Regions from separate parts of the Mus musculus genome. Here all the other regions are linked to region 4. The links are chromatin contacts, called in public Hi-C, HiChIP or PLAC-seq and promoter capture Hi-C maps. All regions are on one chromosome and are shown on one strand. The core of a region is the stretch at or near the end of the contact, and the rest is flanking DNA. Distances in the headings are between cores, read along the strand shown. Region 1 holds the start of Vcam1 (vascular cell adhesion molecule 1). Region 2 overlaps Slc30a7 (solute carrier family 30 (zinc transporter), member 7). Region 3 has its middle 33 kb from the start of Gm40124. Region 4 holds the start of Mfsd14a (major facilitator superfamily domain containing 14A). Region 5 overlaps Slc30a7 (solute carrier family 30 (zinc transporter), member 7).

Region 1 (4,458 bases), core at 638-3,137, 530 kb before region 4:
CTCTCTCTCTCTCTCTCTTTCTTCTTTTTGGAAAGCAACACCATCAGTAACCAAAGAAAAATGATTCCTATAGGGCCCATTTCCCCCCACCTCTCCTTGGTAGTTTCATTTGCCGATTTGAGGATGATAGTAGGATGCATTTTGGGTAGGCTAGGGTAATATGGGTACCTGCACATATGCCTGAGACAGATCTAACTTATTAAACAAAAACTCTCTGAGATATAAAAGCAAAGCTCTCTGGCAGCAACAACAAAACCTCCCAAATTTATCTGCATCAAATGACTGAAATGTTAATAGATGTTTTAATTATGTCTATGCAGAAGGTTTGCATACTCTCAGAGTTCCCGAGCCTACAAGCAGATCCCAGAAAGAAGGAACTCATCAATCCTTTGGATACATTAATACATGAACGTGTAGAAATACCCCCAAATGGAAGATTAGAGGGGAAAAAACTAACTAATAGAACCAGGGGGAGGTTCACACTGCGCTAAGAACTGGAGCCAAGAAGGTGTGAGTCTCTTTTACATGGGCACCATTTTTTTGGCAAACAAGGACACAGGGGTTAAAATTTAGTTTCCTGTTCTTAACTAGCTTCTTCTTTCTCTGGCTTTATTGAAATTGTGCATTTGCTAGCTAAAAATCTAGATACTCTTTAAAAGTCTCTGTTTAATATATCGTTAATTTTTTTTCAAACAAAATCAAGAGAAAGCAAAAGCTCCTTCCTTCACTTACAGTAGATGTCCACGTGGATACTTCGTTCCAGCTTCCCAGAGCCACATGTTGCTGTGCACAGGTAAGAGTGTTCATTCTCAAAACTGACAGGCTCCATGGTCAGAACGGACTTGGACCCCTCCGTCCTCACCTTCGCGTTTAGTGGGCTGTCTATCTGGGTTCTCCATGAGAACAATGGTGACTCGCAGCCCGTAGTGCTGCAAGTGAGGGCCATGGAGTCACCGATTTGAGCAATCGTTTTGTATTCAGGGGAGATCTCGATTTTAAAAGCTTGAGCTGAAAAGAGAGAGAGAGAGAGAGAGAGAGAGAGAGAGAGAGAGAGAGAGAGAGAGAACAAGTTTACCATGGTCTGCCCCATACTGTGTCCTTTTTCTCTTGCGCAGCAATACAGTGTCCAAAGCACAGCTGGGATGATCTACTTTTTAAACTGTCTCAGACTAATAGCACAAGACAGACCCAAAGCCCTGAAGTTGCTCTTGAGGAAGGTGCTGGAATCGTCACCGCGAAGAAGAATGCTCAGTTCTGACTTTGAAGCCCATTGCACAAAGTTTTTTTTTTTTTTTTTTTTTTTTTTTTTGTCACTTTCTAAGCTTGATTTCATTGTCGAATACAGGAAACTAAAGAGATAGACCCACTACCGATATAATCCAAATTACTCATTTGACAGTGGAAAGAAAATCCGTCCCCAGCTCTGTCAGAATACTGGCTCTTATAGCAAAGCTCTGTAGTACACCAGAAGCTGTAGATGTGTGAAATAGGTCAGGAACTTACAGACTGCAAACAGTATCCAAAGTACCGTTGAGGCTCCCAAGACCGCGACCATCTTCACAGGCATTTCAAGTCTCTGCTTCAAAGCCTTCTTTGTGCCCCACGTGAAAAGTGTCTGGGAAAAGTGTTCAGCCTCCAAAGCCAGCCGGGCTGGTGTGAGTGAAATAGAAAGTCTGCTCTTTATAAAGGGTCTTGCTAGAGAGGCGGAGGGAAATCCCTTCAAGGGGAAACCCAGAGCCAGGGAAAAAGTTTAACTGACAGCCAGCCAAGTCCCCACGTTAACCCCTTCAGCTGCTTTCTGGGCTGAAGTCATTCTGAGTCCTGGGAAACACGACACTTCCAAGTATATAAATCTCTGGCTTTTCCTGACCTTCAGCTCCGAAAGGGCTATCTCTCCTGAAAAGATGATTGCAAAATGAAACTGCCAACAGTGTGTGTGTGTGTGTGTGTGTGTGTGTGTGTGTGTGTGTGACAGCAAAGACAGAGATCACTCAGTAAATAACCACTGACTTTTCTTCATTAAGAAATGCATTTGCAATTTAAAAAATAAAAATTGTTCTCTTTCAACAAAAAAAGGAAAATATCCTTTATTTGTTTTTATTGACCCATTATCATGAGTCACTCTTTTAGAATGTGAGTCAGTAGTTCTTATTTTTATACTCTTTTATTCATAAGTGAATTTTTGACAAAAAAAAAACCTCCCTGAAATAACTTTCTGAAGTAGTAAATGAAAGGACGTTGATGCAGAATGAAGGGAATTATCTTTTCTTTTGTTTGACAATGCCCCAGCCCTTTGACCCATTGCTGGATGACAGGAAGTCTTTTGCAGACTTGAACGCTAAAAAATGGGATCTGTCTGCTAAATTTTTGTGGTGGATTTCTTTGGCTGCATTATTTAGCCACAAGTCCAATTGAATATGTAAACAGATTAGCTTTAGGAGATGAATTGACAACCATTTTTTTATTATTATTTTCTACTCCCAGTGAAATGACTTTTTGAAAGACTCAATTAAGTGTCTTAAATGCCTCTGTAGGTCTTACACATGCATAGCCCATGTCCTTGCAAAATGCTTGCCCATCAGAAAGAAACCGGAATAGCCACTTCCTTGTATTATACACATGTGGGTTTACCTCCCACATGGCATTATCAGTTCCCTGCATGGCCAGGACTAGTTCTTATTCATAGTTGTTTCTATTCCATATATATATATATATATATATATATATATATATATATATATATATATATAATGGTTTTATATATAACGACTATAAAACCTGCAGCATCTTCTAGATGTTTAAAATCTAGAAGAGAAACGTTCAAAATACTGAATGTAGTTCATAAGTGCCACGTGAGAGAAAAAAATAATTCCACAAGAAAGGTATAGTTCCCAGACATCTGGGCACATGTAAAATTAACAGTATCATGTCATTGGACAAAGGCTATCAGTGAGACCCACAGTCGCCAACTGCTCCAACCTGGCAGGAGAGACTTCTGAATTCCCTCTTGAGAATACATGTGGCTCCCACTGAGAGGCAAGTATAAAAGGGAAGTTGAGGGATATATTTTAGGGCTATGACGACATATCCAGGGATCGATGACATTAGCTGCCATGTCATCTAGAGGACCTCAACAATGTCATGTCATAAAAGGAGAGTATAGACTACCCCCTACTGATTCTCACCTTCTCCATAGATCAAAGGCATGTAAGAAAATGTTAATCCATGTCTTTGACACTTAAAAATAAATAACTACTTGGATCATGCAGACTCATCTTATTTGGTATCAGTTCTCACCCAAGTGAGTGGAGAAATAATTCCTATCAGGAAAGGAGAATAGTACATACAACAGAGGAAGTGAAAAAAAAAACTATTTGGTGGATTCCACAAGGTCAAATCCTTCCTCGTTTAAGAACCACTACTCTAACATATAGCTAAAGAACTCTCCGTGGCTATGTAGATCTTTTATAGCAGCTTCATTAGAGACCCAAGAGCCTGAAGTTTGAAGTTGGATCAGTTGTTTTTGAAGCAAATACTGAGGACCAAGATTAAGCCAGTCCTAATTCTGCAGTCCTTATATGGTTAATCATCATGATTTTCCTATGGCCGTTCCTTCACCAAACATCACGTCTGTGTCTCAGATGTAAAATACAAAAAGTAAAGGGAAAGGACTCAAAGGCATGGAGCCTGCCTTCTTTGAAGGAGCTTCCCAAGAAGTTGGGGGGGGGTGTGGGGGCTTTCACTGATGTCTCACTGAAAAGGCCAATGCCCCATGTCAATCAAGATTCTGTCGGTAAAGCAGGGCAGAAATGGATGCCAAGTTAGGCAGGCAATTAGCATTCTACCTGTTTCTAATTCAGTGGAACTCACAGAGTGTTTTTTTTTTGGGGGGGGGGGACTGCTGTATAGGCACTGTGGCGCTCTAGCAATACGGAAACACTGGCAAGGACAACATTTTGAGAATGAAAAAGACTGTCATGATATCAATGAAAGATTTCCACAGATCATAATCAAGGGACCATTGGTTTGTCTGCAAGTCAAGGAAAATAATTTCTCTCAGTGATCTAAGTTTAAGATTTTCTAAAGTTAAACTGTAGAGAGAATCGTGCTAAGACAGTTGGTGTCATAAAGTCATTGTGACTTTTGGGGATTTTGAGGAAAACCTTACTAATATCACTGAGAGTAAGAAAAAAAAATATATATATATTCAATAAAATACACACATACTATGTATATTGATTGAATTTTCACAAAGAGGATGTTTTGTTACACAACAGAAAGGTTTTCAGTATTAAAAAAAAAGTCTCAGGAAGGAGAGATGGCTCAGTGGTTAAGAGCACTGACTGCTCTTCCAGAGGTCCTGAGTTCAATTCCTAGCAACCACATGGTGGCTCACAACCATACGTAATGGAGATCTGATGCCCTCTTCTGGTGTGTCTGAAGACAGCTACAATGTAC
Region 2 (3,868 bases), core at 1,268-3,767, 680 kb before region 4:
CTCTGTGGTTATACTAAAAGGTATTTAATACTAGTACTAAACAGGGAAATCAAATCAAAATTTCAAGGGAAGTTTTAGGAAGACTCGGAGCTATTTTTATTTATATATATATATATATATATATATATATATATATATATATATATATATATATATATATAGTACTGGCAAGCATGTGGGGAACAGGAAATCCTTATACACTATTGGTAGGAATGCAAACTGGCATAAGCACTACAAGAGCAGCCTACGGTTCCTCAACAAGGACCACAGAGCTATCACATGAGCACCAGCATCAGCTCTGGGTACACAGCCAAAGGAGCTGAGACCCAGATCCCAGCATCCAGGTGCACTTCCACTCACTGCAGCATAACACGCCGTACTCAAGACACGGAAGCAACCTACGAGTGCCTGATGGATGAACGAGGCCGCTCTCTCTTAAAGAAGGGCAGCTTAGGACACCATGGGTAAATTTGGAAGGCGTGTGAAATGATACAACAGAATAAAGACCAGACACCACTCACATGAGGAAGCTAACAGAGTCAAGCACATATAAACAGAGAGGAGGTTGGCACTCTGCAGGTGCTGGAGGTTGGAGAAGTAACTGTCACAGGACATGGTTCAGTTACACTATGCATGAGGCCTAGAGAGCTGTACAACACTGGAGCGATCACAGCTAACACGACTACACTTCAGGGTGTCAGGAGGGTAGGTTGTACGCTGTGCTCTAATCTAAATGAATGAACACATAATAAAGAGGTGGGAGGAAACATCTGTCAGGCAAATTAATCCTTGAGAACAGGCATAATCAATGAATGTGTAGAACATTTTCTTTTTTTCTTTTTTTTTTTTTTTGTTTTGTTTTGTTTTGTTTTGTTTTGAAGACAGGGTTTCTCTGTATATCCCTGGCTGTCCTGGAACTCACTCTGTAGACCAGGCTGGCCTCGAACTCAGAAATCCGACTGCCTCTGCCTCCCGAGCGCTGGGATTAAAGGCGTGCGCCACCACCGCCCAGCTAGAGCATTTTCTTTCCCAATCATGTTTTAATAAGGAATTTGGAACTTGGAAGATTGCAAAATTGGGCCAATCTTCAAGGCTCTTCTTGTTGTTTGTAAATGCAAAGCTTTAATATTATGTCAATATGCCCAGTAAACATCTAAGGGAATAATTTATTTAAGGTGTGGTCAGATTATGTTACCTAAGCAGTTATATTAACCTATACTAGGAAAGTGTGAATAAATGATCTAAAATAAAATATGTTGATAAAGACTTTATAACTTAGTATCTACTACTCTTACAGAAAAATTTCTGAAGGACTATGTAAATATTAAGCCAAAAGCATAAACAGTTATAATAAAAATTGAAAAATCTCTGTTTTCATAATGTATACTACAAAAGGCCTTGTCAGACTTTTAAAATAATTATAATTCTCATTTGCTAAGCTTCAACGTTTCTCTTTCACACAATCAAAATCCTAGCATGTTCTTATTATACTCACTGAAGAAAGAAAAGAAAAAAGTAAATCCATTGTCTTACTTTCATGTTACAGTACGAAAAAAGAAACTCACCCTGGAAACCAGCTAGACAGTCTCAGTAGAGGCTGAGTGTGTGTCCTTTCAGCAGAGCACTCTAGCTAGGAAAGCTACCCCGTACACCTTGTAGGAGCCAAGCCCTCTGCAAGGGCTCCAGCGGCACTTACCGTGGGAATGCAGGTGCCCATGGCCATGAGCGTGGTCATGGTCATGGCTGTGTGCAGCTCCGTGCTTGGCTTCGTGACTATGGCAATGATCTTCGTGGCCATGGCTGTGATCTAGAGCACCATTAAAGAGGGAATGACTGTGGCCATGGCCTAGAAAAAAGAATATTTGAACAGAAGATATGTAAAAATACATAGCTGATTACAATAATACTAGATAGAAGAATCGTGTCTCCAGTCTCAATGCAGCCAACACTTGCTTCTAATAAGTACTACCAATGCACTCAAACAATCCCGAGTTCCTACCATGGCGTGTGGGAATAAACTCTGAAAGCCAGAAAAGGCAAATCCAGCAGGATCTACAGGAGATCTGCATCCCTGATGGCCTTCCAGTAGGCCCCAAAGAGCTCAGCCAATCACCCCTCTACTAAGTCACACAGATACTGAAAAAAACGAACAATAAAGCAACCATGTCAGCATTCTGGCAATTGGCCAGAGCCACAGAACGCAGGAAGGCCGTCATCTGAAGCAGCTACTAGGCTTTGTTAAGGGAACACAGTCTTCCCCACAGCCCAGGAGCCAAACACCCCAAAGCTACCAAGCTGCAGAAACTGGAGAGATCAGGTTGCTTTCAGTGCATTGCTGAAGCACCAGCTTCTGGTTAGCCAGTACTTTGCTCAGCAGTGCAGTTCACTGGCACAGTCTCCTGAACTGAGAGCTCCACTGAGCTCCAGGCACCAAGGCAGCAGTGAGACATCCCAGCAGTGAAGAAGCTGCCACCGTGAGTTCTAGGAACTTCAGGGAAACCTCAGAGAGACGGAGTCCATGGGGAAGTCTGAAAAGCAGAAGCACACCCCTAAGAACCTAAAAGGCTGTGCACAGGCTGTGTGCACGCCTAAGAGAGACCTGAAAAACAAGAAACTGCCATCCGTCTTCCACTGACCTAGCAAGCAGGAAATCAAAGTTAGGGCGGCCTCATAAACTAGGAGGTAGAGTCGGAAGATGTACCTCCTCACAAAGATCCCTTTGCCAAAAGAGGGAGATTTCCAAGCAAGTCACTTAAGGAACTTGACTAAACTCTGAGTGACTACTATGTATGCCCACTAGTAAGACAGGATAAAAACAAAATTAGAATGCTTAAGTAAAAACTATGAGACAATTCAACAGCCACATGCTACAAGAAGCACGATTTGTCAACTGGTCTAGGAACAACTGAAAAGAGAAGTAACAAGGACGAAATACCAGAACCAACTAACTTTAAAGGGGTGATACAATCTGATTCCAGAGTTCTTAAAATAGGTGATCTAAAGTGTCCACCTCTCATCCAGGAACTGGCAGCTAACTGCAGATACTTCTGAAAAGGCCCAGAGATGCACTTAATAGGCACTTTTTGACTAGCTCTTATAAACACATTTAATAAGCAAAAAGAAACTGGGTCTAAAGACTCACTATAGTTAACTCACGAACAGTAACAACATAGATATCATAAGACCAAATGTAATAGACTACAATTAAGCACTCAGCGGTCCGAGGCAGCCGTCAAAAGTCTAGCATGGGCTATAAAGCAAGGTCTTGTCACAAAACCACAAAAATATATATGGAAGGGGTACAGAGAGGGGAAGGGGGAAAAATTAACTACCAACGATTCTGGAATTAGAGCAAAATAAAGTAGGCATTCCTAGGACTTAGTAAGAGTTCTGAGCTGTAGAACATAAGGCCAGTGTGCAGACAAGTAAATAGAGATCACTCTCAAAAGTGGAAGGCAAAGGAAATGAAGAAAATGATTCAGAGTCTCCAGAAAACAATAAAGAGACAAGAGAAACAAGAGCCAGTGGCTAAAAATTACCACAGTTTAATCACTATTATAGTCAAGAAATCCATCAAAGTCCAAATAGAATGTGAAGTCATATCAGATATCACAGTTGATGAAAGCCAAACATGAGACAATCTTGAAGGTCAGCTTTTCTTGCTTCATAGCTAACATCCAACCGCAGTTCAGATACTAACAGAAATTCCAGATTCACAGAGCAGCTCTCAGGGAGACCAGACCAAGGTGGGTCCTTTCCTTGTTCCTATTGCAGTTAATACCACTGTGTTGCACTGAGAGAAGACCCAGGTGGATCTTCTAGAGGTCAGCAAAAGCCCAAAAACCGAGGATCTCACCATGCATCCCAG
Region 3 (4,131 bases), core at 116-2,615, 990 kb before region 4:
CAAAATTTTCAGGTTCCTCTTATCAGATAACAATCAAGAATTGTAAGAGACATAAACAGGCCAATAAATCACAAATTCAATGGTAGCCTTGCTGAAGCCATCTCACTGAGGACTCATTTAAAAACTGTCAAATAAGGAGAGGCCAAGAGCTTCCTAGGTGACAATTTTAACAACTAGTCACCAAGGAAGAACAACGGAGAAGGGAGTTTGTAGGAGAAAAGCTACTTAGCTTGAGATGGAAATAATTATTTTCTCTCTCCCCACCAGGTAGCTGCCATCACTTAATTGTGTGTGTGTGATTGAGGGGGAGGGTGGAGTGTCATGGGGACACGAGTATCTTTATCTAGTGATATCATCTCTTCCTTTTGTGACAGTTTGTGGACAATATAAGAGTTTAAATTCAGCATTAAATGTAGCAAAAATGTAGCCCCTTTATGACCAAAGCTAGCCAGAGACTTTGGTCTAAATCATAGCAATATGGGTGCTCTGAGGGACCAAGCAAGACACCTCATCCTCAGGACTGGCACAGTTCCCCCTCTAGGTGGGCAGCTTAACATCTAGGCTAGTAGAGAAGGGCTAAGGTCAATGCCCATTCACTTCCCCTATGGCAGGCTTTAGAGGGCACCACCCTTCTGTCACCAGAATGCCGCTCTTCTTCCTAAGTATACCCAGCCTTCCTTTGGACATTAGTTTACACAGTCTTGGAGGATGATCCATTCCAAATGCTCAAATTCTACTATAAAAATATCCTCTATATGCCTCCAATTTTGTTTTTTCCAGTGTTTACTAACTGTAACAATATCGGGGAGACACTGAATACATCTTTTCACTCGGTCTGTAACGGTCTGACAATAAGCTGGGTGCCAAGATCAAAAGAGGAACAGTGATAAGGGTAAATGTCCTCCCTAGCAACAAAGAGAACAGACATAGCAAAGCTATTCCAGGAAGAGGGGCCAGCATTCATCGTATGCAGATGATACATACAAAAGACCACGAATTAGTTCAACGAGGTCGCAGGCTGGAAACCTAGGAGTTGGCTGGCAGACCTGCAGCTGGATAATTCGGTACTTTTCCAGGAAGTTTACTCTGGCTGACTCCTGCAGCAGCTACAGCGTCTGCCCACTCCCTTCGAATAATCAGAAAGCCATTAGAGCTCCCGATGGATGTCCTTCCTGCCCCTTAGTTTCCCATTTCCAGTGTCTTCTCGCAGGCGACATATTTTAAACCCTAATTTGCATTTGTTTTTCCATCTTTCTTCAGCATCTACCTGACAAGCTGGACCACATCAGCGTTCTCTGCCAGTAACCGCTCTCAAGGGTGGAGTTTCCTGTGACCCAGGAAAAAGAGTAAACACAGCCTTGTCAGCTCAACTTTACAGTGAAGCCATTGTGTGCTACGTCAGGAGTGTGGTTAATCTGTCTGAGGACAGCATCGCATACCTGTCTTTGCCAAGCATGTCCCGTTAACTGAACGGACACAAACCTTGACTCTCCCAGAGGTGCCTTTCACGTGGAGCTGTGGTAGTCAGTTTTCATCACTGTGTCAAAAATACCCGAGAAAAATATTTTGACAGAAAAGTTTTATTTTAGCTCACAGTCAAGGCACACGGTCACTTATTCTGTTACTTTTGGACCTGGACCACTGTGAGGTGAGTCAGAACTCTATGGTGGAACTGATAAAGTTAAAATCATCATAATTCAATTACCCTTCAAAAATCCCAGCAGCCGGCAACAAGCCAACTTAACACCTGAGCTTTGGGGCAGGGGGAATTTTTCCTAGTCAAACCTCAGCAGGCACTGAGTAAGGAAGGAGGCTGGTTAAGTCAGACACTATTAAAACTGCTACAGGGCAGGTAAGATCACTCCATGGGTGAGAGTACTTGCTTGGCAAGTCTGGGGAATTGAGTTTCATTTCTGGGACACACATGGAGAAATAAAGAATGTTTATCCTGACTCCCACAAGAAGGGTATGATACAACACACACACACACACACACACACACACACACACACACACACACACACCAAAAAATAAATTGTAGAAAGAAGTGAGAAGGACTGGGTGAAAGGCCATGGAAAACAAGAGAGAAATAGAAAGAGGCCTGTGGCTGTGGATGGGCATCCTAAGGATGGACACAACAAGCTTTGCTTAAACTTCTGGCCCCAGCCAGAGTTTAAGCTGACTGGGACAGTGATAAGCTGTGACGGAAGGACTGTCATGTCACAGGCTGGTTGACGATCGTTGAGGAAGCTGGGGAATGATAAAGACAAGGATGATCATGGCTGCAGCTCAGAAAGGTTGAGGGTTTTCAATGCATTCTTAGCTGACGTTACAGCACCAACCTTTCTTTTACAGATGAAGGCCAAGTTAAGATGGTTCACAGCCTCCCAAGATCAAAGTCAAGTGGAACCATGACCATTGTGAGTGAGTCCAAACTCAACTCTGTCGTCCAAATTCAGAATTACCTTTCATTTACTGGTTATTTGTTTGCTCATTTGATATACGTCTGAGTCTCTGCTACTAAAGTACTGTAATTACTTTTTGGTCTTTTGGATAAGGCCCAAAATCCAGAGGCACACAAGATGCTGAAGATACAGAAGACTTCAAGTCTGAAAATGTCTAATGAGACTCCCTTTGAGCCTCTACATCATAGAACACAACATTATGTGACAGGAGATCAACAAAGGTAAGGATGGGCTGTGGTACATGCTATGGGTTATGCCAGAGATGAGTAGAACACCTACTTGTGTGGTCAGGGGAAGGCCTTGGGGAAAGGGATGGGAGATCTGAAGTATGTTACAGAGTCAGTCATCTGGCAACTGCCAGACCGGTAAGAAATAACCAAAGCAAAGCAAGGTCGAGTGTTTAGGAGGAGCCAAGTCATGAAGGGTCTTCAAAGCCATCAGAGGATTTTGATGAGACTTAGGATTGTCTTAGTGCAATGATAAACCCTTAGAGGATGATAAGCAATGGAGGGATGATGGTTTTACTTTTTTATTAAGAGGAAGGAGGTTAGTTCAGGGCATAGACTCTGGAGCCAGAAGGCCTGGGTTTAAATCTTGGTTTGCTATTCATGAGCAGGATAGCCACAGGCAACTTCTTTTATGATTCTTTTTATCTTTCAAGTGCAGAATCTAGACTAGAAAAGGGTGGTGCATGTGCGTAATCCCAGCACTAGGAAAGGTCAGTAGGATGATGACAGACACCCTGAGCTGCACAGGAAAAGCCTATCTCAGAACAACACCGAGCTCATCAAATGCAGAATCTAATAACAGGTCCCTCAGGGCCTGTTAGGCAAGTCAAATTTGTTATCATTTGAATACAGTTAGAATAACATTTAGCTTATAAAATACATAAGTAGGTGGGTTAATGAATAAGCAAATAGATGCTTTCACACATACAGCCATCCAACTACATTTCTGCATCAACTCAGAAGTGTTATATCGAAGGCATCCTTTTCTTTCCGTGCAGTATGTGTGATTTCTTCTTCCCCTTGGCTCACATTAGCAACTGTTCTACAGTGCAGAAATGACTCATCAAGAACTTGATGTTTCTTAACACATAAAGCTAAACAGGCAAGCCTTGAACTACTGCTGCCTCCATCTCCCAAGTGAAGTACTAGGATGACAAGTGACTTTGTTTTGATCTTGGTTGTTGTTTGTTGACTTGTTTGTTTGTTTGTTTGTTTGTTTGTTGAAAGACTCTCACATAGCCCAGAACAGCCTTGAACTTACGTTGCAAAGGTGGCCTTGAACTCCATCCTGATTCTACTGTCTCTACTGTCCAAATTCTGGAATTGCAGGCATGTGTTACCTAGCTGAAATGTCATGAGTTTCCATAATGGTTTTACAGTATAATCAAAACCATGATCAAGAAAAAAAGTATTCATCATCCTCTGAATTTCCCACTGACAATTACGATTTTGATTTCTATCATCAGATATTAGTTGTGTCTGCAACTAAATGACATATAAACAAAACTACATAGTGTATATTTCAGTATCTGGATTATTTAACTCAACATCTTTTTATTGTTGCTATTGGCCTTGTTATTATTATTTGAGAGATGGTGTACTACTTTATCTCAGGCTGTAGCTCACCAAGTAGCCCGGGCTGACCTTGAACTTTTCTT
Region 4 (4,117 bases), core at 1,317-3,816:
GTGGCTCTTGCAGAGTACTGTTTCTCAGCTCTCACACGGCAGCTCAAACCCAGAGGACGGAATTCCCTCTTCTGACCTCCTCAGACACCAGGCAATCATGCTGAACGCATACATACATTTAGGCAAAAACACTTGTGTGTGCGATTGCTCACAGCTCTCCACATGTGTGTGTGTACATCTTTGTTTTGTTTTTGAGACAGGGTTTCTTTGTGGAGTCTTGGCTGAACGGAGTTTACTCGGTAGACCAGGCTGGCCTTGAACTCACAGAGCTCCACCTGCCTCTGCCTCCCGAGTGCTGGAATGACCACCTGGCTCATAAATAATCTTAAAAAAAAAAAAAGGCAGAATGAAAAGGAAAGTGAGGCAGAGTAAGATGGGAAAGGACGATGTTCTTAAGACCTGACTTTCAAGGAAAGTTTTCATTGATTTAGTGTGCCACCAAGACATTTTTACTAGTAAAAAGTATTTTGTGTACTAAAGCAAGCTAGAAATTTGCTATATCTTTATAAATAGCAAAAAGACTTAAACAAACAGAACCTCTTCTCGCCAGGCATGGCAGCACACACACCTATAATCCCAGCACTTGGGAAGCACAAGTAGGAGGGTCCTAAGTCTGAAGTCTTTCTGAACGACCTGAGATCTGTCCTCAGACACAAAGCAAAATCCCAACAACAACAAAAACATGTATCTCTTCTCAAAGTCAGAATTTGGAATGACTCTTCTGGAGGCTGACATGAGCTCTAAGTTTGATCCCTACTATCTCATCAAAAAAATATTTTACAGAGCAAACCAGACAAAAATCCAAACATTATAAAAGGTCTGCTCCTGCCGGGTATGGTGACGCACGCCGTTAATCCCAGCACTCGGGAGTCAGAGGCAGGCGTATTTCTGAGTTCGAGGCCAGCCTGGTCTACAAAGTGAGTTCCAGGACAGCCAGGGCTATACAGAGAAACCCTGTCTCGAAAAACCAAAAAAAAAAAAAAAAAAAAAAAAAAAGGTCTGCTCCTTAATTATCTTGCTTCTTGTCTTTTGCAAAGATTGGTCTTAAATAGCACCTGGTTTTTGAAAATATGCTTCGTTATAAGTTTCTCTCTCTAAACCTGACAACGATATTCTTTCCTCCCAGTATAGCTCCTACTAACTTGGTCAAGACAGCTAATGAGAATTCATCAAAGTAATACTTTGATCAGGTACAGTAAGAAAATCTGGAAAGCTCTGAACCCTCTTTTTTCACTAAAAGTCAAAGCTATGACAACTAATAAATCTGACAGTTAACTGAACATATTCCGAAATCGTTCCATATGTCCCAAGCTTTCTAAATGATGGCAGTTGGACTAGGCCATGTTCTCAAATGTCAAAAGAAAGTTGTCATTTATTTCAAACTGATTTCAGCAAATCCTCCGCGGTGGCCTACTTACATATTTAGTGCTTTGCTAGCATTGATCAAGGCTCCATTAAACTACAAACAAATGGAAAGAAACAATGTCTGCAACTTCACCACAGAGACACATCTTACTTTTCCATTCTATTTCGGAACGCGATACCAAAGGAGTCAGCAAAGATCAGAGTGTAACGCTACAAACACACAGCACAACAAAAGTGTACGTTTGTTTTCCAATGACAAATCCTATATCGACGTCTGGTAGCACACTGCACAGTGCATAAAGTTTTCTGCGAGTAACGACTGTCTAAAAGGCACATTTTTAGCCTCAGTCCGCCTGCCAGAATCTGTCTCCGATCCTCACGCCATGACCAATTCTAAAGACTTATTTTGAGGCACAAGGTGAAGATTTCTCTAACGGAGAGGGCCCCAGGGAAGGTCAGGCTTCCGACGCCGGGAGAGGGGACGAGCCCACTCCCCGACAAGGTAGCCGAACAGCTCCAAGCCGCTGCTCCGGCTCCCGGCGACCGCGATGGGACAACGCACGTACCCTGGCCCAGCGGGCCGCGGCGGCGGCCACCCGCCACAGCATACGGAGCGCAAGGCTGCCCAGCCTCCCCGCGCGCCGCGCTGGGCCTGGCGAGGCTGCGGAGGGGCCGCCGCCTCCTCCCCGAGGCCGGGCGCACGTGGGCCGAGGCCGCAGGCTCCGAGACGCAGTGCCCCGCCGGAGGTACCAGCAGCGTCCAGGGGAGCCAGGCCGCGGAGGCCGCAGGCCGAGACCGCGGCAGCGCCGGCGGCACGGAAGGGCAGGGCGCTCTCGGCCCAGCGAAGGCGGAAGCGGGGGGAAGAGCGAGCCGGGCCCGCACCCGGGCCGTCCTGCGGCGCGGAACCAGCAGCACTCACCGTGCCTCCGTCCTTAATGATGATCTTTTTGGCCAGCATGATACTGCGGTTCGCGGCCCGTTTCTTTTTCTTCCCCTGGGTCATTTTACCATCCTCGACTCCCGGCGCTGCAGCAGCCACTCAGGGGGCGGGCGGCCCCAGCGGCGAGTGCGGTCCCGCCACTACTGCCGGGCCGAGCCGCTCAGGGCGCACGCCGCCATCTTGAGGGCCCGGCCTGCCTCGGGCGGCGCGTCACATCGTGCGATCGGCTGAGTCGCTCGCCACGCCCCCGTGACGCAGCCACGCCCCCGCAGTGCGGGCACGCCCCTCCAACCCTGCAATAGCGGAGGACTGGGAGGTGCCGCGGGAGCGGGTGGAGCCAGGTGCTTTGGCTGCCTAGCTTTTGCCCTCTAAGGCGCTGAGCGATGGCTATTTTAACAGTTTTTCCTTCACAGATGAACTCAAGTTCCGAAAAGTTTTTACCTACTCAAATCTGACAAATAGTTTCTCAGATGCTCAGGCGTCCCAGGCTAATAGCATCCGCATCAAATGCATCCCCACCAAAACAGAATTGAAGGGGACAACGGGAAAGTTTTCCAGGAATGGTCAGTAGCAGGTAGAGGAGTTTTAGCTGTTGATCTGATGCCCAGCTAGGTCATGCTGGCTTACATACCCCCACGTACCAGTACATTCTCTCCCAGTGTAAACTAGATGCCATACTTTATAGGCTTTTAAAAATTGGTTTGACTAGAAGACTGGTAGAAAGAGCAGACAGGTGGAATATGAAATGTGATATTAACAGTACTGACATTTACTTTGAGGCAGCACATTATGTAGACCAGGCTGGCCTCAAACTGAGAGATCTCCCTGACTACCTCCCATATTGTGATCAAAGTCATGTGCCACCATGTCTAGCAAAGTCTTCATTTTGGTAACTGTTGGAAAACTTTCCTTTAAATATACCTTCAGTGCTAGGTATGAACGAGCACAACACATGCTTTCCCCCATCAAACTGTTCGATAAAGGGGAACTGGAAACAAACCAAACTGTGGCAACAGCGATCCTGGATGTGGTGGCTCTAAGTAAGATAAATGTTCCCAAACTCAGTGATATTCCTCCCTGGGAGAAGTGGAAGGGGCTCCCTCCCTCTCCTGGCTTGTGGCCTGGTTAGTGATGGATGACCTTGTTTTAACAGGGCAAAGCAGAAATGACAGCACTGACTTTAGAGGAGAGGTCATAAAAGGTACTGTATGTTTTTGCTAGGCTCTTCATTTACTCCAGTCAGGGGTTGCCGATTGTTATGCCATAATACCAGAGGAACTATGGAGAGGTGCTGCCGTTGAGCTGAAATCTCCTTCAAAGCTTTGTGGATTATCTTGGAACGAGATCCTCTATGCCTGGTCAAGCCTTGAGCTGACTGCAAACTTTATGAGACCTTCAGCTATGAATACCCAGCTTAGCCACATTACTGGGATGGGGCTGTAGCTGGTTCTTTTGGAGTGCTTTTCCTGTAAGCATAGGGCTGCGGATTCTATCACCAACAATCAGTGAACCCAGCATAGAAGTGGATGCCTAGATCCTGGCATGAAGGAGAATCAGGAATTCAAGGACAAATCTGAGAGCAGCCTGGGTGTGGGTGGATTCTTCAGGCCACTGAACATCAGGCTATTTATTACATGGCCTAAGTAACTATTAGACAAGGTAAAGGAGAAAGCAGGGGGCACACATGTGAGGGTTACTGTAGCTTTTCTGTAAATTTCAAAATAAAATGTTAAAAATAAACCTGGTTGGATGTTCTGTTTCTTCTACTTGCATGCTGACAAGAAATGGAAAATAAGCCAGTTTTCATGGATG
Region 5 (3,847 bases), core at 558-3,057, 690 kb before region 4:
TACTCTTAGAGGCTGTCTCTATACCAGTCATTTTTATTCAAGTTGATTATGCCTTTTGAACTTCCTTTTATGCTTTTTCCTAGGCCAAATTCTTATTTATTAATTTCATTACATATAATCTATTTATTCTGAGTGCATGTGTGTGGTTGCACAGGTGTCACAAAGTGTGCACGGTGGTCACAGGACAACTTATATGGGTTGGTTTTCTTCTTTCACCATGGAGGTCCCAGGATGGAATTCAGGTCCTCAGGCTTGGTGGCAAGCCCCTTTACCAGCTGAGCCATCTTGTCCTCCATCCCCCATATGGCTCACCTCACCCACCATTTCCTTCTAAGTCTGAGCCACAGCCATCACTAGTACTCTCATGCAGCTAAGTCACTCAGTCATGGCTTCTTCTAGTGCTAACGTGCTTTTGCATTTGACTTTTCTGGCTCAAAGCCATTGGCAGTTTCTCCAGGTCTAGAACATAAGGTACATTTCCAAGTGTATCTTTTTCCACATGGCAATGCCATTATTGAAAGGCATCTTTTACCCCTGATCTATGATGCTGCATGTGCACAAAAAATGCATCTGCTCCAGGACTCACTGGTCTGAACCGCAAGTCATTTTGCTTTCCAGGCACATCACTTTTAGTTATAAAGACACATGTTAGGCTTGTTTTCCCTTACCTACCTTACAATCAATATTTACTAACTCTTCTCCAGAGATGGATGGAAGGAAGGAAGGAAGGAAGGAAGGAAGGAAGGAAAGAAGGAAGGAAGGAAGGAAAGAAGGAAGGAAGGAACGAACGAACCAAGGGCCATTGCATTTGTCCAAATGTCTCTTTGGCATCTCTGGCAATGATCTCATGGTTTTCTCTCTCCATTGTTTAATATGACAAATAATATGCATAAACTCTGTAATACTGAATTACCTTTGCTTTCTTAGAATGAACACAAATTGTACATGATTTCCAGAAGACTTTTTGAAAATAGCACTGAATGTTCTAAATTATAACAAATCTGGAATTGAATAAATATCAGATAATTCTGAACTCCTGTAGCTTGAAAATCATTTTACAGACTACAGATCTGAGGCCTCCAGGGATGGATTTGCCCATCATTTCTGGTGGTTTTGACAAACACTGGTGCCATTCTGTTGATTTATTTTAAGGAACCAGAATCGCACCACTGTGTAACAAGAAAACATCTGGAGACAATGCACACCCTGCACAAGGACACTCAGTGGACGACAGAAAGCAGCACGAGACCCCGAGGAAGCGCTTGGGACCTGCGCTTTTCTGCTCTCTCACCCAGTCAGCCAGTCATCAGCCACTGGTCTGCACTGACGAACCCTAGCTCTTTTCTAAGTGTGGGGCTGGACATTTAGAAAACAGAAGAGAAAGGAAAAAATGAGTCACATACCTTAAAGTGACCCTTAGTGAGTCACTCAGATATATAATCCCCCATTCTCAAGTGTGTGGGAAACCCGTGGCTCACTTCAATGCAATGGAGTACAACTAAGGCAAAGTGAATTTAAGATGTATTTTGAGGTACAAATGAGTTGATTTTTAGTTCATCAAGGAAAAAACCCTGGCGATGCCTGACTTGATCAGAGCCAAGCCCTTAAGAGTGGGTCTAAAGTATTGGTTGAGGCCAAATACTCCTCTGCGATTCTGAAGAAGCAAGCCACCATGAGCTAACAGCTGCATGCTCAGGATTTCTGCTGACAACCACATAAGTTTGCAAGATGACCCTGAGCCTCAGAGGAGGCTGTAGCCCCAGCCAACACATTAGTTACAGCTTTGTGAGGCCTGAGCAGAGAAGGCAGCTGGGCTCTGCCCAGAATACTGATCATGGAAACTGTGAGGTAACCATCCAGCCTGGGACAATCTGTGTAGTCAGCCATTCCCCACAGCCCCCTTCCTATTTCACGTGTAAGGCTTCAGCCACTTCACAAAGAGAGATCCCATTCATCCCAAACAAGACTGCAGAGAGCTATGCCAGGATTTCACATCTTTGGGGTAGGAAAAAGGGAAAATATGAAATAGTGGCATCTTATAAGCCTTTAAATAAAAGCAACGAAAGTAAGGTACAGTTTTATGCTTTCTTTTTTTTTTTTTAAGATGTATTTATTTATGTGAGTACACTGTTGCTGTCTTCAGATAGACCAGAAGGGGGGGTGGATCCCATTACAGATGGTTGTGAGCCACCATGTGGTTGCTGGGAACTGAACTCAGGTCCATCTGTAAGAGTAGGCTTCCTTTATAATGACTCATGGATGAACAGTGGTCAGAAACAAGGAACTCTACAGTAGGGTTGTCTGGATTTGGATATATGGATATACATTTATATTTCATTAATGACCTCTCCTCCTTTATCTGACAGATCCTGACAAAAAATGCATGGCTCTTGAGGGAAGAGTGAGACTTCTGTTAAAGTAACAGTAAAACTCTACTTCTTGCAATGTTACTTACACACAGAGCTTTTGCAAGCTTCTATTGTAAAGACTCGACTCTCTCATCTCTGCAGGTCAGAGATGGCTGCCCTCATTTAAACTGTAATGTCAGAGTTGTTGTTATTTAGTAATCTTTGCCCTCTGGTTCTGAAAACTCACTCTACTTCTTAAAGCAATCTACAGTGTGTCAATTCTTATTTTCCATTATTAGCCTTGGCTCATAGCATGCTGGAAGTATATCCTGTGTCAACAATCCGTAAAAAGGCATTTAATCACATAATCATGAAACTTAAAAAGCAACAACAACAACAACAAGATCCACATTCATGGATGAGAGCAGAACCATAATTCGAGCCATCCAAGCCTCAGTCTGGGTCTCCAGAACCCAAAACACTACTGTGAACCAAGTCCACGGTGTCAGGCTGAGGGCGGGAGTCCTGCTGTGCTGACGGGCCTATCTACTGACTCCTGCTACATCCAGCACCACTGTTTTAGAAAATGGGGATGATAAATTCAGAGGTGTAAGTAGTTAGGAACAGGGGGGCTTCAGAAGTCTGGGCTTCCGAGACTCCTCAGGGCCGACAGGAAACAGGACGAAGGGGACCATAGATTAGGATACTGTGATTAAAGGCGCATGAAGGCAACCAAGTGCTTTTCCCATAAATAAAGAGCTAAAGTTTTATGCACAGGAACTATGATGGAAAACAACCACAGCCTGAAAACCAGGCAAGAGGCCGATAACAGCATTTTGATCCTAAGCGATTTATTCTGGAAGCATCAATAAGGTACTCATAGGTTTAAAAACTTTCTGAAATGTCTACTTAAAAAAATCAGCAGATCAACACTTACCTTGTTATGTGAGTCAACTTTCCATACTATTACAAATACACCGAGCTACCAAACTATAAAGAGAAATGGTTTCTCTGGCTCAGTTGTCACAGGCAGTCATTATTTTCAGGCCCATGGCAGGGCACTTCATGACAGACTAGGAATGACAGTGCAGATTCACTTCATAGAGCCAACAAGCAAACACAAGAGAAGGGGCCAGAGTCTCACTACTTCCTTCGGGGACATACCCCAGTGACCTGAGGACCTTCACCAGGCTGTACCTGGTTCCACCATCTCCCAATTGTGCTCCAATCAAGACCAAGCCTTTACTACACGGGCCTTTCTCCGGGTGACACTTCAGGTCCAGGGCACTTTTTTTTTTCATGTTGTGTATGTGTGTGTGCATGGGTGTGTAGGTATGCAGCTCTATCCATGTGACACCTGACTTTAGGACAGAAGAAACAATACGATGTGTCTGTTGCTGAAAGGGAAACGGATTACTGAGACGCTCACATGGGAAGACCGCACCGCACCGCACAGCACTCGTCTCTTCAGTCTGAATCAGTTTACATCCGTGGCCCAG

The links. A called contact is a pair of places that touch in the nucleus more often than the background predicts. HiChIP or PLAC-seq counts read pairs in DNA pulled down with a chosen protein or histone mark. Capture Hi-C pulls out chosen DNA fragments and counts their contacts.
Region 1: a promoter capture Hi-C map of liver shows a contact between it and region 4. The contact joins the promoter of Vcam1 here to the promoter of Mfsd14a in region 4. A contact is called at or near these places in 1 of 39 promoter capture datasets (frontonasal cranial neural crest) and 2 of 9 other capture datasets (adipose tissue and liver).
Region 2: an H3K4me3 HiChIP or PLAC-seq map of bone marrow-derived macrophages shows a contact between it and region 4, with 4 times the contacts expected there. The contact joins the enhancer-like site here to the promoter of Mfsd14a in region 4. A contact is called at or near these places in 2 of 39 promoter capture datasets (cranial neural crest and neural stem cells), 7 of 115 datasets of contacts at active chromatin or transcription factors (the 230-238 cell line, bone marrow-derived macrophages, embryonic fibroblasts and 4 more) and 3 of 9 other capture datasets (adipose tissue, liver and pancreatic islet).
Region 3: a contact with region 4 is called in an H3K27ac HiChIP or PLAC-seq map of regulatory T cells, with 10 times the contacts expected there. The contact joins the enhancer-like site here to the promoter of Mfsd14a in region 4. A contact is called at or near these places in 1 of 39 promoter capture datasets (cranial neural crest) and 7 of 115 datasets of contacts at active chromatin or transcription factors (bone marrow-derived dendritic cells, embryonic basal ganglia, large pre-B cells and 4 more).
Region 5: a Hi-C map of muscle stem cells shows a contact between it and region 4, with 2.3 times the contacts expected there. The contact joins the enhancer-like site here to the promoter of Mfsd14a in region 4. A contact is called at or near these places in 1 of 484 Hi-C or Micro-C datasets (muscle stem cells), 2 of 115 datasets of contacts at active chromatin or transcription factors (bone marrow-derived macrophages and memory CD8 T cells) and 2 of 9 other capture datasets (adipose tissue and liver).

The regions. Positions count from the first base shown.
Region 1 is chr3:116,127,801-116,132,258 of GRCm38.p6, forward strand. Vcam1 (vascular cell adhesion molecule 1) reads right to left here and starts at 1,888. Exons shown (of 9, transcript NM_011693.3): 1 at 1,504-1,888; 2 at 733-1,008. The coding sequence starts at 1,567.
Region 2 is chr3:115,983,129-115,986,996 of GRCm38.p6, forward strand. Slc30a7 (solute carrier family 30 (zinc transporter), member 7) reads right to left here. Exons shown (of 11, transcript NM_023214.7): 6 at 1,697-1,846. Among named protein-coding and RNA genes, the nearest start is that of Mir669n, 5.2 kb to the left of the region's middle. Within about 2 kb of position 2,518, at least 56 of the 459 cell types and tissues checked have an H3K27ac peak or open chromatin away from gene starts, as enhancers often do. A contact at or near this core is called in adipose tissue, bone marrow-derived macrophages and neural stem cells, where this site is marked.
Region 3 is chr3:115,672,581-115,676,711 of GRCm38.p6, forward strand. No RefSeq gene overlaps it. Among named protein-coding and RNA genes, the nearest start is that of Gm40124, 33 kb to the left of the region's middle. Within about 2 kb of position 1,366, at least 73 of the 459 cell types and tissues checked have an H3K27ac peak or open chromatin away from gene starts, as enhancers often do. A contact at or near this core is called in regulatory T cells, regulatory T cell precursor and thymic regulatory T cells, where this site is marked.
Region 4 is chr3:116,660,111-116,664,227 of GRCm38.p6, forward strand. Mfsd14a (major facilitator superfamily domain containing 14A) reads right to left here and starts at 2,567. Exons shown (of 12, transcript NM_008246.2): 1 at 2,285-2,567. The coding sequence starts at 2,368.
Region 5 is chr3:115,967,549-115,971,395 of GRCm38.p6, forward strand. The region is part of intron 8 of Slc30a7 (solute carrier family 30 (zinc transporter), member 7); the gene reads right to left. Among named protein-coding and RNA genes, the nearest start is that of Mir669n, 10 kb to the right of the region's middle. Within about 2 kb of position 1,808, at least 70 of the 459 cell types and tissues checked have an H3K27ac peak or open chromatin away from gene starts, as enhancers often do. A contact at or near this core is called in muscle stem cells, where this site is marked.